Linked DNA regions of Sus scrofa: region 2 is linked to region 1. Evidence: chromatin contacts called from public Hi-C data. All regions are on one chromosome and are shown on one strand. The core of a region is the stretch at or near the end of the contact, and the rest is flanking DNA. Distances in the headings are between cores, read along the strand shown.

What was found. Hi-C and Micro-C count contacts between places; a contact is called where the count stands out from the background.
Region 2: a contact with region 1 is called in a Hi-C map of embryonic fibroblasts, with 3 times the contacts expected there. The contact joins the promoter of HTR7 here to the promoter of KIF20B in region 1. A contact is called at or near these places in 1 of 5 promoter capture datasets (liver), 13 of 47 Hi-C or Micro-C datasets (adipocytes, alveolar macrophages, brain and 9 more) and 2 of 2 datasets of contacts at active chromatin or transcription factors (alveolar macrophages and skeletal muscle).

What each region holds. Positions count from the first base shown.
Region 1 is chr14:101,511,346-101,514,045 of Sscrofa11.1, reverse strand. KIF20B (kinesin-like protein KIF20B) reads right to left here and starts at 1,361. Exons shown (of 32, transcript XM_021072622.1): 1 at 1,225-1,361. PANK1 (pantothenate kinase 1) reads left to right here and starts at 1,548. Exons shown (of 10, transcript XM_013983537.2): 1 at 1,548-1,607; 2 at 1,889-1,957.
Region 2 is chr14:102,547,408-102,550,199 of Sscrofa11.1, reverse strand. It overlaps HTR7 (5-hydroxytryptamine receptor 7), which reads left to right and starts at 1,407. Exons shown (of 3, transcript NM_214085.1): 1 at 1,407-1,951. The coding sequence starts at 1,407.

The sequences.
Region 1 (2,700 bases), core at 112-2,611:
TCTGTATCCCCTATAACAAATTCAGATAGATGTAGTGATAAAGACTCCCTGCATAGGAGCTTAAACAGTAATACATAAGATCCTCTATAGAAAAGAAAAAAATTGGTCCTACTCTTTCTACTCTTTTAGTGGTGTTATCTTTAGCAACAGCAAGGTTTAAGATCTCATTTCTCGTCCCCATGACTGAGAAAGCGCATCTTTTATCTTCTCTCTAGTGGGATCTCATGGCTGAAGACGGATGAAAAAGAAAATCTACTACTTAATGAAGTTACTGAATGTCATCCACAAAATATAGCCTCAAAAAAAGTCTTTACAACTAATTGATGAAGTCTCAGGTCTTGCACATCTAATAAAATGTATATATACACTGCTTTGCAGCTTCGGAGTAAACATGCTACCTTGTTTTAAGAACAGAAACTAACCTGAATTTAATTACTCTGGGGATTAAAAACAAGTCACGAGTCACGAAATTTTGTCAACTAGTCCTTCAACAAGGAATATTAGAGAACTGCACCAGGCAGGAATCACGAATCAAAAAGTAGAATGAGATGGGGGAAACTTTTCAAACTGATATATGACAGCAGTCATTGCACGCGCCACACACGCCCCCTTCCGCTTAGCCCAGCAAAGCCCAGCAAGGGCTAACCCCAGGCAACGGCAGCAGCCTAGAAATAGCTGCACTGGTGACCACCACAACACTCCCCTTCCCGCCCCACAAATGAGACCGTGTCGTTTGATGAGCAAACGACACGGTCTCATTTGTGGGATTCGGGACACTATATCTGGCAATGGAGGCCTGATCCTCAATAACAGCAGCAATGATAAGAAAAGTATCAATGATTCCAAGTACATAGTGCTTACTATACACACCCGCACTGTTTCTAACAGCTTTACCTATATCACTTTATCCTCATGAAAGCCCGAAGCGGTAGGTTCTAGTATTACTCCCTTTTAACAAATGAAATTCAGGCCCGGAGAGATTAAAGCTAATAAGCCGCGAAGACGAAATTTAAATCTTAACTGCAGTAAATTGGCTCAACCCTCCAATGAGCACCAAGATCCCTAGGCGTCCTCATCATTCCGCAGCCCAGTTCCAGAGTAAACTCAAAGGCGTCACAAGCCCCGTGGGAAGGTGCTGAGGTGCTGAGCACCTCACTGCCTGAGGCCTTTCCCCACCTCATCTGGTTTGTACGCAGTCCCCAACCGCCTTCCTCGCACCCTCACCTGCAAACGTAATCCTGCCGCCCGACCTGCGAGCTGCACTAAGTTATTTTCGTTTTTAAATTCAAACAATGGCGGCCAGGACCCCGCACTGCATGTTGGGAGTAGGCGGAGCTTCGGGAAAGACGCCAGGGAGGCGCCAAGGACTCACGCTATGAGCTTCCTGCCAACTCCCGGGAGAAGCTTTCAAATCTGGGGGCGGGTCTCTGAATGCTGGGCGACCAATGGGCGGAGGCGGAGGGAGAGCGGCCAGTGGGCGGGGTTTCCTGCGGGGCTCCTCTCGCGGGGTTGGGTAGTGCGCTGCCTAATGTGCCACCCTCTGTTGGCTGCGCGGTTAGTCTCCAGGTCCATCCTGGAGCAAGTAAAAACGTGGCGAAGGCCCGGAGGTGAGACTGCTGCCACTGCACTTAGCCCCGCGACTCCCTTAGGGACTGGCGGAGGAATGGCGGGCTACTCACTACCCTACTTTGTCCCTGCGGGCCGGAACAGGCTCTGCATCTGGGGAGCCGCTGGGAACGAGAGCTGCAGAGGGTCACTTCCTCTGCATGATCCTACCTGTCGTCCAGAGCGGCACTTGTGGATGAAACAGATTATTCCTAGGATAGCTTTTCATAAGCGTTCTTTATTTTTTGGTTTTGATTTTTGCCTTTCTGAAAATATAAACCAGCTACCGCTGAGAGGCGCTGTACTGTGACTATCTTCCTTGCCTAGGCAAGGTCTTTGCCTTGCCCAAAATGTAAGTGCCACTGTATCTTCTCTGCGTCTTTTAAAGTGATCCTCTTCTTTTGAAGCGTGTTATTACAGTCATATAGGAAGTATTTAGGCCGTCTCTCCCTGCTGTACTTCATTTTAAAGAAAAGTAACTGCTAACGTTAATTGTTTACCTTGTGCCGTGCTAAGCGTTTAAAATTGATTGTCCTACTGATCCTGAGAACAACCTGTGAGGTAGGTATTATTATTATGTCTTTTTTATAGATTGCAAGGAAACTGGGTTCATATGGTTAATTTGCTCAAGGACATACATCTATTAATGGTGGAGCTGAGATTTTAAACCGACCTGAATGAATTCAAGCCCCACCCGCTCACATGTGGTCTTTATTTTCGACTCTTATTGGTTGGTAACATTTGCAGAATAGTACCTAGTTTGATGAGCTTACTCTCCTCTTCCTTTTATTCTGTGTTTATATTTCCCATAACCTCCCCCTATCCTCTACAACTTCTCACTGTCTCCTCATTCATTTTGCCTTCTTTCTCCACAAAATAATCATATTTGAGGTGAGCCAGTGTGGAATAAAGATGAGGATTCAGGGCCAGGAATGAAAATGAACAGAGAAAGTAGGTGTGAAAGGGAAGAAAGGAGAAAAGATAAAGTAAAAACTGTTTTACGGTTCAGGCTGAAACTTAAGTCTTTAGGGACCTCTATGTCAAGGTAAGTCTAACCCTAACTCTGTACTTCCTTCCATGCCTTGTCATGCCTTT
Region 2 (2,792 bases), core at 158-2,657, 1.0 Mb before region 1:
TAAGGTTTCTGTTCCTTTTTCTTCTTATTTATGATCCACTAGGGCCTAACTAGAAAAGAAAACCGATTTGATTATTTTTAGAGTCTTTAAAGAAATCACTGCTGGCTTCCAATAAAAATCTTTCAACAAAACGAAGTGAAAGAAGTCTCACAAATAATAAACATCAGCCACTCTGATAGGGTTTGAATACTAAGGGGATTTTAGGCAATAGGCATTAAATCAACATACACCTCCGGGATACTTCTGCAGAACATTATAACCGGTCATTTCTTCTCTTTTGTACAAGATTTCCAGAATGCCACGGGAAAATTAACTCTCATTTCAGTGTATTAGGTTTTGAAGACTGAATATAAAAGCAGCCAAGATCTTTCTCAGATCTGAGAGGCCTGTATCTAGATGCCTGGAGGGTCTGTCCGAAAGGTTTAAGCCCTCCAGAGGTCCCTTTTCCTGGAGCTCCCAGCTTCTCCCAGATGTGGGGATCTCTCTCCCTTTTTCACTTCTTCTGAGAGCCCACCCTCACCCCATTCAGCTGCTTCTCTTTTTACATCTTCGATTTCTCCCATCAGTGGTCAAAATAGGAAACGGAAGTATCTGCTGCTTGGTGTAGTGTTAGAAAGGTTTTTTTAAAATTAAGATTAAAAATGCACATTATATATAGACACATATATATATTCCTCCTGGGGTTCTTTATTTTGCAATGAGTCCCAACGTCCGTTCCCTAGTCTTTCCCTACCAAACTGTTATTCACTTGGGGGGGAGGGGGTTCGGGTCTGTAGGAGGGGGTCTGAGTCTCCTGCGGAAAGAAAGAACCCGGGGTGAAGCGGCTTGGGATCCCAGGAGGCGCGTGGAGTGCCTCCTTCCGCCCAGTGGGGGCACGCGGGAGAGGCGGCGGCCCCTGCCCAGCCCGGGAAGCCCGTCCGGGAGCCCGGCGGGCGCGGGCAGCGGCCGGAGGCGGCGGCGGCGGGGACGCGGCGCGGCTGCCGCAGGGGAGCGGCGGCGGCGGCGGTCGGCGCGAGGGGCGGGGCGCACTCCGCAACTTCTGCTGCTGCCTCTGGGGCGCTCTTGGCCGAGCCGCGCGGCTGCTGCGGACTGCGAGTTGCGGGCTGCGGGCTGCGGGCTGCGGTGCGGCCAGCCGAGCTCGGCCCGCGCGTCCTGGGCGTCCGTCGAGAGCCGCAGGCGCCTCCCGCAGGGAGTCCCCGGGCGACCGCGCTCCCGCCTCGTCCGCTGCGGCTGGGGCACCGGGACGTGCGGGGCCGCGAGGCCGGGCCGGGGCGCCCCCCAGTGGCCGGCGCGGGCCCCATGGCTGGGCCGAGTGGAGCGGAACCGGCGAGGTGAAGCCCCCGGGCCGGCAGCCGGAGCGCTTGGCGGGGGCGCCGGCTCCATGGGCAGCTGCGCACAGCGGCATGATGATGGACGTTAACAGCAGCGGCCGCCCGGACCTCTACGGGCATCTCCGTTCTATCCTCTTGCCGGAGGTGGGGCGCGGGCTTCCCGACTTGAGCTCCGACGGCGCCGGCCCTGTCGCGGGCTCCTGGGCGCCGCACCTGCTGCACGGGGTCCCTGAGGTGACGGCCAGCCCCGTGCCCACCTGGGACGCGCCCCGGGACAATGCCTCGGGCTGCGGGGAGCAGATCAACTACGGCAGAGCCGAGAAAGTTGTGATCGGCTCCATCCTGACGCTCATCACGCTGCTGACGATCGCCGGCAACTGCCTGGTGGTGATTTCGGTCTGCTTCGTCAAGAAGCTCCGTCAGCCCTCCAACTACCTGATCGTGTCCCTGGCGCTGGCCGACCTCTCGGTGGCCGTGGCGGTCATGCCCTTCGTCAGCGTCACTGACCTTATTGGGGGCAAGTGGATCTTTGGCCACTTCTTCTGCAACGTCTTTATCGCCATGGACGTCATGTGCTGCACGGCCTCGATCATGACCCTGTGCGTGATCAGTATCGACAGGTAAGAGCCGGGCCGCCCCGTCCCGGGGTCCGGCTGGGGATGTGCCGGCAGTTTAGCATCGCGCACTCGCCTTTCCTAGTCGGATAAACTAGACTTCACGGCTGTATGTAGGACTGCGCTTAGTACATTAACCCCCACACATCAACCCTACACCAACCAAACAACTTCAGTTACAGCATAGCCTATATACACTTTTAAAAGAAGAGCTTGAAATGTTCTGGTTTACTGTAGTGAGAATTTTAAGACCAAAGTTAAGAGTATTTTAAACATTAGCAGTTCCACCAGGGGGTCCCTTGGCTTGGTTTTCAGAAGGAAGGGATTTGATTCTCTCTGCACTTGACAAGCCCTTGCTGTGAGCCTGAAAGAATCAATTCTTACTTTAAGCAGTCAGTGGGAGAAAAGCCACCTTGCTTCCCTGATTGTAAGAGCTACTCCCCAGGCCAATAAAAAGACCTAGAATGGCCCCCAAATCTGGGGTCTACATGTCTGAACGTTGCGCCTTTGTGATTACTGATTTTGAATTACATTCTTTTGGAAGTCTGGTTTTAGTGTCTGGCAATGCTGTCTGTATCCTACAGGCTTACTGGAGCCCTACTTTCTGTCTGAATGGTTGGTCTAGCATTTCATCATATCTCTCGGGGATCTTCTCTTGAGAACTCCCCCACTGGAGTAATTGAAACAGAGGCTGACCATCTGTCAGGGATTCTGTGGAAAAAAATTCCTGTCTTGGGTGTCAGATTGGAATAAGGAATCTACAGGGTTTCTTCGGACTCTAGGATTACAAGATGCTGCAATGGGTCTAATCTTTGGTCCTAGAAGCATCGTGTAATTGACAATGTGA